Regions from separate parts of the Mus musculus genome. Here region 1 is linked to region 2. A link is a contact called in public Hi-C data. All regions are on one chromosome and are shown on one strand. The core of a region is the stretch at or near the end of the contact, and the rest is flanking DNA. Distances in the headings are between cores, read along the strand shown. Region 1 overlaps Cmah (cytidine monophospho-N-acetylneuraminic acid hydroxylase). Region 2 holds the start of Cmah (cytidine monophospho-N-acetylneuraminic acid hydroxylase).

Region 1 (6,578 bases), core at 3,253-5,752, 38 kb after region 2:
GAGTTAATCTCTTAGTCAAGGTATAGAGTAAAGAAAGGGTCCACTATGACAATGGAAAAAGAAAATGTGATTTATATACACTATGGCATTACTATTCAGCATTTTAAGCAAAAGAAATTCTGTCATTTGGCCCTGGAGAATACTGTTGAGTGAAATAAACCAGATTTCTACAGAAAGATAAATATCGCATGATCTTATATATATTACATGAGATCCATTTCCGGATGGATTTCATTTTTGTGATGTTATTAGAAAGTCTAATACTGGGTAATTTATTAATAAAAAACCCAGAATTTCATTTCTATAGTTCCAGAAATAGGATCAAACTGCTGTCTGGTCAGAGCCAAGTCTCTGCTTGCAAGGTGATACCTTGTTGCTGAAACCTATGGGTCTCCCATCATCATCATCACCACCACCAACACCACCACCACCACCACCACCACCACCATCACCACCACCATCACCACCACCACCATCACCACCACCACCATCACCATCACCACCTCCACCACCTCCACCATCATAATCCATTACAGAGACTCTATAATGTAAACACATGTCAAGCCTGCATGTTGGACACTCTGAATATATACAACTATATTTGTTGATTTAAAAAGGAAAGTTTTGGGCTGGTGAGATGGCTCAGTGGGTAAGAGCACTGGCTGCTCTTCCAAAGGTCCTGAGTTCAAATCCCAGCAACCACGTGGTGGCTCACAACCATTTGTAATGAGATCTGACACCTTTTGGTGTGTCTAAAGATAGCAACAGTGTACTTACACATAGTAATAAATAAATCTTTGAGCCAAAGTGAGCAGAGGTCCTGAGTTCAATTCTCAGTAGCCACATGATGACTCACAACCATTTGTAGTTATAGTGTACTCATACACATAAAATAAATAAATAAATCTTTTTTTTTTTTTTAAGGAAAGTGTCTTAGTCACGGTTTCTATTCCTGCACAAACATGATGACCAAGAAGCAAGTTGGGGAGGAAAGGGTTTTACATTTCTATACTGCTGTTCATCACTAAGGAAGTCAGGACTGGAACTCAAGCAGGTCAGGAAGCAGGAGCTGATGCAGAGGCCATGGAGGGATGTTCCTTACTGGCTTGCTTCCCCTGGCTTGCTCAGCCAGCTCTCTTATAAAACCAAGATTACCAGCCCAGAGATGCTCCCACCCACAAGGAGCCTTTCCCCCTTGATCACTAATTGAGAAAATGCCTTACAGTTGTAGCTCATGGAGGCATTTCCTCAACTGAAGCTCCCTTTTCTGTGATAACTCCAGCTGTGTCAAGTTGGCACAAAACTAGCCAGTACAGAAAGTTTCCCACGGGTTCAAGATGGCAAGATGGGATAGCTTGAGAATTAACCCAAGAAAAACATGAAGGGCCTTCAAGGGCAGTAGACATGTTTGACTCAACCATAATGAAACTAAATGAAATTAGAGAATTCTAGAAAATCAAATCATTGTTTTGAAAAAGGCAATAAAACAAAAATCATGTAGCTAGCCTCAAGTCATAAACTGTATAACTGCCTTTCCCAGTAGTATCCACCAGTTCTCTACAAGAGGGTACAAGTCAATATATTTTAAAAGTTAGAATTTTACCATTTTGCAAGTCCTCGGTGACATAATGAATTACAGTGGTGAACAGGAAAAGAGGGACTACAAATCAAGGCATCCTTGAAGTAAAAGCAAAGTGCACCATGTGAAAATTGAGCTTCAACTTAATTGGGCCTAAGAAGGAAGAGGGACTTGTCCTACCACACAGCTGAAATCCACAGAATCCAGGCGGCAGAAAATGCCAATGTCCAAACAATTTGCTTTTATCTACAAATAAGTTAAATGGGAAAAAGAAGGGAGGCTGTTAGTAAAAACAATTGTGAGATCTGTCAACCAAATGCAGTGTGATGAGCCCATTTGGATCCTGATCTTTTTTCCCATTAATTTGCTTATTTATTCACTGCACATCCCAATTGCAGCATCCCCTACCAGTCCCTATCACTTGGCTCTTCCTCCATCCCTCCCTCCCCTTCTCCTCTGAGAAGGGAGAGGTTCCCCCTGGGTACCAATCCTCCCTGGTACCTCAAGTCACTGCAGTGGATCCTGATCTTTTAAGAAAAGATTTATTTTATATTTATTAGTATGTGTGTGTGCAACTGTATGTATTTGTTATTTTTTATTTATTTTTATAGTTATCTATGTTTATGTTAGTTTGTTATGTAATAGTATTTATGTTATCTTTTATAGTATATGAAACTTTAGGGGAGTATTTTTTACTTATGTGTTCAAAAAGCTATGAAGATCACAAAAACTCAATCCCTTAAAGCAAATAAACATATTGAAAAACGTGAAAATAAAGCAGCCTTGAACCGAGAGTCACTGAAACAAAAGAGTGTCACATCTGACATGTAATACAGCAATGGTTAACAATTCTCACAGCCTCTAAGTCATCTGTGCAATCAAACAGTTCACCCTGAAGTTCTACGTCACTGCTCAGTCAAATGGGTCACAGTGAAATAGTAATCAATGTTGGATAGTTAATGAAAAATGAAAAAAAAGAAAAGGAGGAAAGGACATGATTGCCTTTAGGGATGATGGAAAAGAAAGTTTGCTATAGATAAAAAAGAAGACATAGTCGGAGGCAGACATATCTGAGAGAGTCCAGAGTGAATGTGACCCTGAGTCATGGGTGGGGGGGCAGGTGAAGCAGCCAGAGAGGCCCAAAAGAAGAGGGGTAACAAAAGTGGCTGGATTATAATAGGGAAGGGTAGCTCTTATTATATACATGCAGCTTCCTAGGCTGCAGAGTTCAGGGTAGGCAAACCAGGAGGACCCTGTAGGGTAAAAATTGAGGATCCTGGGAGAACCTGGCTGCCAGGTCCACTTTGATGTGTTAAATAGGCACACCACTATTTGTCCCAGGTTTGAAACCTAACATCCCAGCCTTTTTGTTGATAATAAATAAATGATAAGGGGCAACATATAATCTTCTAGGACTACTTCCTGCTGACACTGGGAATCATTTTTTGGGCTCCAAGGAAGCTGGAATGCTGGCCCATTCTGGGAAGAGCAGGTTGTTTCACCCACAGTCCAGGCTGTGGAGGACCAACTGGGGCTAGAAAGATGTTGTCAGGTTGGAGTAGTGTGTGAGGTGGGATGGGTGAGACTAGTCACTTTGAAGGTGTCTGGGATGCAGATTTTGAGGGGACACTGGGAGCTGGAAACTTGCTGGAGCAGTCTGCAGTTGATTTGACATCTGCTGGGACAGATAGACCAGAGACAGAAGGTAAAGTGAAGCCGTGTAGGGGAAAATTTTATCTTGGGTGTACACTTGAAAGCCGATAGTTGGGGGAGGGTAGTCCCAAGACCAGGGGAAAGATCCTACATTCAGGAATAGGGAGGTGGGGAAATAGGCTATTGGTTGACAGGGGTACTTCTCTGGAGCCCCTTTGACCTGTCAGAGGACCTGCTCACTCCCTGAAGCATACAATAATTTTTCAAATTTATGAAAAGAGACAAAAGTTTAAGATATATTAGCATTACTACTGTTTACAATCTGTACTGAAATCTGCACTGTATAAAAAGCAGTAGACTCATGTCTTTGAGTCCAAGTAAAAGCTTAGGGATGCAAACATGATTTTAGATTAAAAGCATTAACACTCTTTTTAAAGGCCTGGCATATAGATTGGATATAGAGAGATTTTTTATTTTATTTTTTGCACAATGAGAATTTTTTAAAAGTCTATATTTAGGAGACAACCAAAGTATATTTAAAATCTCGAGCTTGTGACTGTGATAATATTAGTAGTATTTTCCCAGGACTAGATTAATAGCTTATCAGAACTCCACTGATTAATGTTAAAACTATGAACTTTTGAAGTCTTAGAATACCAGTAGCATAGAAAGGGAAGAAATTTGAACAAGTTCTAATTTTTTTTTATATCTATACACCTTAAAATACCTTCTTAGACCCTCACATTTAAGCTTTCACACTCTGGGCCCCAAGAAAAAGCAAAAGATAACAAAAAGATTTAAAAAAAAAAAGGAAGACAATTTACAAAATTATAGGAAAATTAAACAAAAAACAAACAAAAAAACCCCCTGGTTTTAGAAGACAGAACTTTCACTCAGTTTTCTTCCTGGAAGCTAGAGTAGAGAACAGGCGACCCAGTTTATAGTCAGTCTTTACTATAAAGGCCTGGTCTTTGCTACTTTTCTTCTGTTATGTCCAAATACCTGACAAGAAGCTGGCCAAGGAAAGAAGGGCTTATTGGCGCTCACAACTTGAAGAAATAATGTATTGTCATGAAGGTAGATGCAGATCAAAGCTGGGGCTGGGCGAGGAAACAAAAAAAACAGATCGAAGTAGACTGAAATACACAAACCCTGATTATTAGATACTGATTTATTGATGGACTTATTACATCACCTGTACTGCCTATTCGCCAAGCACAACTCCACTTGCTACCTGGAACAGAATGCCCTGGAAGAAATAACAAAATGTTATTTAACAACCTGCTAACTGTCCTTGCTTTTGTTCACTGGTGACGTCTCACTTCCATTCTCAGTGCTATCGAGGTGCTTATTCACCTTGTGGAGGTGTCATCCCTACAACAAGATGAATGCTTGTGCTCATTAGGTCTCTAACCTAATAAGTGGCTGAGCTGCCTATTTAACTTATCAAAGTAGACCTGGCACCAGGTTCTCCCAGCCTTCCTCAGTCCCTACATGCTACGGGATCCTTCTGCCTGGCATACCCTGCACTCTGCTCTAAACTTCTTCAGCCCAGGGGCAGGGCTGCCCTGTCCCCAGATGAACTTTTCTATATAATCCAACTATTTTTGTTTCCTGGCACTTTCTATCTACCCTTTACCCTCCTCATCTCTTGGCCGGTGTCTTGGCCCAGGCCATGCTCTTGGTCGGCAGCTCCTCTCTTGTTCTCCCTCCCTGTCTCTCCTTACATGGCCCCGCTCTGTAGGGCCATGTTCACTCTGGACTCTCCCTCTGCCTATGCGCTCCCTTTTACCTACAATAAACCTTCTCCTCCACTATACCTAGGAGCAGATATGTCCTTTCCTTTTTTATTCATTCATTCATTGCTCACGTTTCCTTTTCTTCTCCTTTTCCACCTGGGATGGCTATTCTTGGTTGTTAACTTGATTACACCTGGAATTAACTAACCCCCCAAAACGCATAGGCATACTTGTGAGGAATGTTTTGCTTTTGAAGTGGGAAGATCCACTTCTTTTTGTTTGTTTTTGAGATAGGGTTTCACTATGTAGGTACTAGAACTTGCTTTGTAGACTAGGCCAGCCTTGAACTCAGAGATCCATCTGCCTTCTGAGTGCTGGGATTACAGGAGTGCACTATTACATACCACTGGGAAGACATGTCCTTTATCCAGATCTTTTAAGATGGGGGGGGGGGCGCACCCACCTCTAATCAGGGCCATGACTTCTGTTGGCAGCCTATATAAAGAACATGGAAGAAGGAAGTTTACTCTTCTTACATGTTTGTTCTTGATCTCCCTAGCAAGTCCATTCCTTACTGGTATTAGAGACTACTTCTTCAGGACTCTAGCATATAATGAAGACAAGTGAGACATCCAGCCTGTGGAGTGAACAACTACTAGATTCTTGGACCTTTTATAGGTAGTCAGCCATCATTGAACCAGCTGGATTACAGCCTGTAAATCATTCTAATAAACTCTCTATATAATATGTATCATACCCCCTATATGTAAATACATATATATTTATGTCTTAGTTAGGGCTTTACTGCTGTGGACAGACACTGTGACCAAGGCAAATCTTATAAAGGACAACATTTAATTGGAGCTGGCTTACAGGTTCAGAGGTTCACTCCATTATCATCAAGGTAGGAGCATGGCAGCATCTAGGCAGGCATGGTGCAGGAAGAGCTGAGAGTTCTATGTCTTCATCTGAAGGCTGCTAGCAGAATACAGACTTCCAAACAGCTAAAGTGAGGGTTTTAAGCCCATACCCACAGTAACATATGACACACCTACTCCAACAAGGCCAGATCTCTTAATACTGACACTTCCCGGGCCAAGCATATACAAACCATCACAATTTATATTTTTATATTTCCATAATACATATTTTCATTCTATAAATCCTGCTCCCATAGCGAACGCTAACTAATATACCACACAAGTCCAAAGCTTGTGCAGATGGTGCCACCCTTGTTCAGGGTGACTCTTTCCTCTTCAGTAAATCCTGTCTCAAACTCTTTCACAGACAAACAGAATTATGCCTCCGTCTCCTAGATGATTCTAGACCCATTCGAGTAGACAGTGAAGACTCACCATCACAGAACCCTCATTGCTTTTTTCAATCCATGGCTTAATATAGGTTGTTCTGGCCAGAAAGTCATTCCTCCCTCAATTTAGCCAATGTGAGAGGCCATGCAATGGTATAGGCTCCTTTTTATAACATAGGAAGCATTTAGGATGCAACTAATATGTAACCAGCCTAGTGATAGAAGGGTGATTGTGGCCACAACAATTGTTCTTTCTACGTATTGATTATATGTCAACTAGGAGCCCAGCAATACTGTG
Region 2 (6,389 bases), core at 2,692-5,191:
AGCTGGGGTAGAGCATTTGACGAGTATGTACCCTAGGTTGGATCCCCAGTACTGAATCAATCAAACAACAGCAAAACAAGCAAAACAAAACAAGAAGGAACAAGATCCCGACTGAATGTTCTTCTCTTACCTCATAATCGCATTACTAAAGGGGCAAAGAAGGAACTTGCTGCCAGTTCTAGGTCAGCTGGAATATGAAGTGAAACACTGTCTCATAACAAAAGTAAGCAAACATAACAGCCATCTTTCTTTCTTTTTTTAAAATTTTTTAATTAGATATTTTCTTCATTTACATTTCAAATGCTATCCCAAAATTTCCCTATTACCACCCCCACCCCCTGCCCTGCTCCCCTACCTACTCACTCCCACTTCTTGGCCCTGACGTTCCCCTGTACTGGGGCATATAAAGTTTGCTAGATCAAGGGGCCTCTCTTCCCAATGATGGCCGACTAGGCCATCTTCTGCTATATATGCAGCTAGAGACACGAGCTCTCGGGGTACTGATTAGTTCATATTGTTGTTCCACCTATAGGGTTGCAGACCCCTTCAGCTCTTGGGTACTTTCTCTAGCTCCTACATTGGGGGCCCTGTGTTCCATCCTATAGGTGACTGTGAGCATCCACTTCTGTATTTGCCAGGCACTGGCAAAGCCTCACAGGAGATAGCTATATCAGGGTCCTTTCAGCAAAATCTTGAACAGCCATCTTTCATTCAGGAACTAGTTAGAAGACATCTGTGAACCTTATGCATGCTGAGACAGGGTCTCATGTTAGCCCATACTATAAAAAAGAAAACATGATGGTCCATTTTCAAGGCAGAAGTACCCTGAGTCAGCTCTAGTCTATCTACAGATGAACAGGAAGCACTGGGCACCTACTGGTGCCTTAGTAGTCTAGCTGCTCCTCTCAAACTAGAAATTTAGAACAGAAGTTGACTAACAGTCAAGCTTGTTTGACAATCTTTAGACACCACACATTCCATGCACTCAAATAACTTTAAAATGGAATTTAACATGCAGAGATAACATATTCTCTCAGTCCTTGTTATGAAATAGGCAACGTAAGTGCATAAGTGGAAGATCCAACCAAGAACAGGTAGAAGGCTTTTGACACACTAAGAATCTATAGATAAGACGCAAACATCAGAAAATTCTGATGCACCTTGAGGATCCTGGTGGTTAAAGGTCCGACTGGAGACAATGAAAGGGCAGGCTCTGTTGGAGCTGCAGAGAGTGGGTTGTGTTTACTGTCTCTGCTATTTCTTGGCTCTGTGCTCTGAGCTTTGGTTGCCATTGTTCCTGTTGTTGTGGTTCTAAGGATGCCCAGCTTATGTGGAGGGGCTGAGATTGCTGCTGCTGGAAACCTGGACACACAAGCAAAGGAAGGTAACAAGACAAGAGGACTGGGCTCAGTGTGAATTTCACCCATTATGCTAATAGATAAAATATGTTCTGGAAAGGACTTCCCATTGCTGCATGTATTTCCTATCTTCCAAACCAGAGCTTTGCCAGAGCTTTGCCTCCACTCCAGTCTCATTACTATCATTTCTATGACTACTCTTTAGAGACAGGGTCTCCCTGTGTAGCCAGGCTGGCCTAGATCACAGCCATCTTCTTGTGGGAACCTCCCAAGTGTTAGGATTAGAGGCCTGGGTTGTGCCTAACAAAGTTGTGACTGTTACATGGAAAGAACTTCACCCTGCAGAAAATATCAGGCTAATTTCTTGAGTCAGATGGGGGACCCATGCATCAGAAAACGGTCACTGCCCATCTGGCAAGATGGTCTTGCTTCTTACTGCCTTCTTGAGTCTCAATGTCATGCTTCTTTTAGTGAGTGCAGTATCTGCAACAGGGTAGAAGTAGCTAGATTCATGGCTGCATCACAGAACCTAGAAGGGAACCTTACTTAGCATGAGTTTGGTAGTAGATGTCCCCAGTAGAGCTTCTGTTTGTTCTCAGTAAGGATACTATTGTTGGGAGAAGAAGCAGCTATCTTGTGTTCATGTTATCAGTAATTTGGGGGTTACAACTATTCCCCCCTTTTTTTGGTGACTCCAGAGGCCAATCTTGGACTCTTTATAGGCTTAAATCATCTGTGCTAGCTGGTTGGTACTGGGATCTCATCACCATCAATTGAATACTCCCTAATCTCTGCTTTATATACAGCAAAAGCTTATTGATTATGCATGGCCCGAATGTGAGCAGTAACAGAAGACTTATCAGGGGCCCTGTAATTGTAGAAATGAGGGTAGTTAACCATGGGGAAGTATTAAATAGTGAATGATACCAGCTTTTGGAGTTTTCTCGTTCTTTTTTGGCGCCTCTCTATGCTTTCTCTAACCTTAGCTAGTAATTCTCTGATTATTCCAGAGTGATTTACCTAAAAGCAACATTCTTCTCATAGAGCCGCACACAAGCCTCCCTGCTGCAGGAGCAAAGTCTAACCCTCGTCTGTTCTGAAGAACTGCCTCAGCCAGAGAATCTACATTTCGCTCTAGGTATGCGATGGATTTTTCTAAGTATTGGATGTCTTGATCTATATCTAATTTAAGGCTGTTGTAGTTCTTCTCTTGCAACGTTAGGGCTGCTATCCCGGAGCTAGCCCTGCTCCCAGAATTACAGCCAAAGTTAGGGAAATAGGTTCTCTCTTCTGTCTCATGAGGTCTCCCCCAACATGCCCTATTAGGTTCTTTGGCACTATTTTTTCTGAATAATAGGTTATGCGTGGCACCAACTGAACTACAATACAGAACTCTTTTGCAGTAGGGGAATTAAGGACCTCTCCGTGCACACATGGAGTCAACCCTGTTGAACAGTCCCACCAAGCCTGTTCAGGGGTGGGTGGGTGGGTAGGAATAACCCAGTTTGAATGAACCATGGGGGTTTTTTGGTTACAAAGGTGCTGATGTGACAAGGGAATGTTCCCCAGGCAGGTCCCCTGTCTTGATATGGTGGTCTGCAGGATTAAGGCTGGACCTCTTGGGACCATCTGCATGCAGTGTCTCTCTCAGACTTATTATATCTAGATATAAATCCAACACCTTCATAAAAAGGGGGTCTGGCATTAGAGCACAGCCAGCAGGAGGTGGTTAGCTCTGGCCGGGAGCCGTTCAAAATCTGAAAGGTTTTTAGCATCATTGACCAGAGCAGATCTACCAGCTCTGTGCGATTCAAAAAAGATCCTGGGGCTGGGGACCCCTGCTGGGGGAGGACTTGGGGAGGGGGCAGCAGTCCAAGGACGGGCTTTGGCGCAGGTTTTTTCGGGGCAAGACCTCTTGGTTTAGGGTTTGCCAAAATCCGATTTGGTCCTACAGCCACCCGCAGGGGGTTCACAATTGGTTTTACCACAAGTTTGATGGTGAAGAGGAGGCCTGGACTAATCCCTCCAATGACATGGAGTCATTGACATGGAGTCAGAGGCCCCAGGACCTCTCAGCTTCCCAACCCTTCCCTGTTTCCCTTTGTCTGTAAACCTCAGTAAAACTTCAGACCTGCTCCCCTTCCTGCCAACTGTGATAAGGTCTTCCTTCGACACTCCCCAGGTTTTTTAGCCCTCTAACTGATGTCTCACACCCCCCAGGAAGTACAGTAAAATTGTTCTGGACCCCCACATGTAATAGTCCTTTTCTGTCCTGGACATATATAAAGTTCTTCACCGACATGGTGGATATGAATGCCATAAAGTCTGTTAGGTGTCAGGCCATGAGTTATCAGCCAGCTGGCACAGATCAAAGGTTAAATCTGGAAACCACCGGGTCCCAAGTGACTTTTTTGTATTAGGAGGTTGGGCCCGGTAACCCGTTTCAGGATTCTCAACTGTCCAAGTCAAGTCATAAGGCTGGTGTGAGTTTTTGATCTCTGAATGGAGACATGGGCTAGGAACAGCAGTGCATGAAGCCAGTAAAAACAGCAAGCTTAGGACAGAGTTAATTTTAACTTGAAGGGATGAGTGCCCTTTTGGACCCTCCATTCTGGCAGTGGCAGCTGTGAAGTCTAGCGATCTTCTTCTGGAGAGAACAGATCAGCAGGTGAGTGCAGTGTATCCAAGTAGTGATACAGTCCACCTTTACAGCTGTTAAAATTGTTAGCAGGATAATGTAGGGTCTCTTCTAACAAGGCTCCAGCGCTTTCTGGCAAAACTGCCTCACGTAGACCTAGTCTCCAGGTTGAAACTTATGGGGCTCTGGAACTGGGGCCTGCTTCATAGAGGGCACACAGTTTAGACCAACCCTGCTCGTGAACCCATTGAGTTGCTCTGACCTTCGTTATGAATTTCATAACCTTCTAATTCTGCAATGGCTACTGACTGAAGGTTAGGGACAATAGGGGCAGGGACACCATACATGATTTCAAAAGGAGTTAGTCCTAACTGGTAAGCACAAAGGGAAGGAGTGTCACCTAGTCTATGGCAGACTCTAGGGCTAATTTAGTCAAGGTCTCCTGAAGTGTCTGATTCATTCTTTCTACGTGTCCTGAACTTTGGGGCCTGTGCACAATGTAACTTCCTATCTGTCCCAATATATCTCGCTACATCCTGGCTTACTTTGGACACAAATGCTGTCCCATTGTCTGACCCTGTCATATGAGGGAATCCATACCTCGGTAGGATATCTTCCAGCAACTTCTTAGCCACTGCCTTTGCAGTCTCAGTCTTTGTTGGAAAGGCTTCTGTCCACCCAGAGAAGCTATCCACGAACACTAGTAAGTCCCTGTAGCTGTACTTTCCTGGTTTGATTTCTGTAAAATCAACTTCCCAGTAGGTCCCCTGGTCTCTATCCTCACAGACATAAGCCAGAATGTTTGGCAGTGCTGTGGGTGTTGGTCAATTGGCAAGCTCTGCAGCTTGATATTACATCTTCGACAGTACGCTGCATTTTTCTGAAAATCACTTTAGATTGTCTCACTGTATCTGCCATCCGTTTCACTCCCATGTGAGTGATTCTGTGGATTTTTTTGAGGATAGACCTTGCTAGGGGGGCAGGTAATATTAGCTTACCTTCAGCCATCTGCCACCAGCCCTCTGAACACTGGTTCATGGGCTGACTCTTGGCTCATTTGACCTCCTCCTCCGTGTAGGCTGGGCATTCCTGTAGGTTGGGGTCGGGTGGTTCTGGTAAAGTTGCAGCTAACACGGAGGCAGCTGTTTCCTCTAAGGCTGCCTCTTTGGCAGCTCTGTGAGCCAAGTTCTTACCTCTGGTGACTGCCGTGGTTCCTTTTTGATGGCCTGGACAATGTATGATTGCCATTCTCATTGGCAGCCAGAGGGCTTCAAGGAACTGTAGGATCCCATCTTTGTTTTTGATAGTTTTTCCTTCTGCAGTTAGGATCCCTCTCTCCTGGTATATGGCTTCATGTATATGGGCCAACGCATACCGGCTATCGGTGTAGATGTTGATGGCTAGCCTTTTTCCCATGATGAGGGCCTGGGATAGCATCAGTTCAGCCCTAGGAGCTAAGGCATCTGCGGGGAGAGACTGGGCCCAAATTACCTCTGTTTCTGTGGTCACTGCAGCTCCTGCCTTCCTCTGTCCCTCTCGAATGAAACTGCTTCTGTTCATGAATCAAGTCTGCTCTGCCCCTGTCAAATGCGAGCCTTTTAGGTCCGGTCGAGTACTGTATGCTTGTGCCAAGGTTTCACTGTATTGGTGGAGCAGCTGATCCAAGTCCGGGTAAGGAAGGAGAGCTGTGGGATTTAAGGAAGCAGGCGAGTGGAAAGTAACTTGGCCAGGATTGATTAGTAGGGTCTGATAGTGAGTCATGCAGGCATTACTGAGCCACCTGTCTGGTGGCTGTTTGAGCACCCCTTCGATTGCATGGGGGGGGGTAGCCACAGTTATATTCTTTCCTATATCTGCATCTTTAACCAGTAATGCCGCAGCCACAACGTTGCACAGTCAGGGTGGCCATCCTGCTGCCACTGGGTCTAATTTCTTTGATAGATAGGCCATAGACTGTTTCCATGGTCCCAGAGTTTGAGTCGGGACCCCTTTGGCTATTTACTTCTGCTCGTTGATGTACAGATGAAATGGTTTTGTTATGTCTGGAACCATCTGGAAGCCCCAAAGCAGGAGCTAACAGTAGGTTCTGCTTTATTTTATCAAAGGTCTTTTGATGATCTTGAGTCCAAACAAAGTCTTTGGTCTCTCTGGTGGCCTCATATAAAGGTTTGGCTATTTCAGTGAAACCTGGAATCCATAGTCTGAAAAAGCCTGCGGAACCCAAGAACTCTCTGACCTGTCTTGGACTCTGGAGGGTGGGTATGCTGAGAACAGTCGCTTTTCTTGTTGAAGAAAGCCACTGTTGGCTCTCCTTCAGAATGTAGCCGAGCTAAGTAACCTCGATTTTACAGAGCTGTGCCTTTTGGCCAACACCAGATATCCCACGTCCCCCA

The links. Hi-C and Micro-C count contacts between places; a contact is called where the count stands out from the background.
Region 1: a Hi-C map of liver shows a contact between it and region 2, with 2.4 times the contacts expected there. The contact joins the enhancer-like site here to the promoter of Cmah in region 2. A contact is called at or near these places in 2 of 39 promoter capture datasets (both in liver), 9 of 484 Hi-C or Micro-C datasets (CD4 T cells, liver and myocytes), 8 of 115 datasets of contacts at active chromatin or transcription factors (CD8 T cells, the HPC-7 cell line, effector CD8 T cells and 5 more) and 3 of 9 other capture datasets (adipose tissue, liver and pancreatic islet).

The regions. Positions count from the first base shown.
Region 1 is chr13:24,360,954-24,367,531 of GRCm38.p6, forward strand. The region is part of intron 1 of Cmah (cytidine monophospho-N-acetylneuraminic acid hydroxylase); the gene reads left to right. The region is part of intron 2 of Gm11342 (predicted gene 11342); the gene reads right to left. Among named protein-coding and RNA genes, the nearest start is that of Gm11342, 12 kb to the right of the region's middle. Within about 2 kb of position 4,503, at least 3 of the 459 cell types and tissues checked have an H3K27ac peak or open chromatin away from gene starts, as enhancers often do. A contact at or near this core is called in hepatocytes and liver, where this site is marked.
Region 2 is chr13:24,323,463-24,329,851 of GRCm38.p6, forward strand. It overlaps Cmah (cytidine monophospho-N-acetylneuraminic acid hydroxylase), which reads left to right and starts at 3,942. Exons shown (of 17, transcript NM_001111110.2): 1 at 3,942-4,026.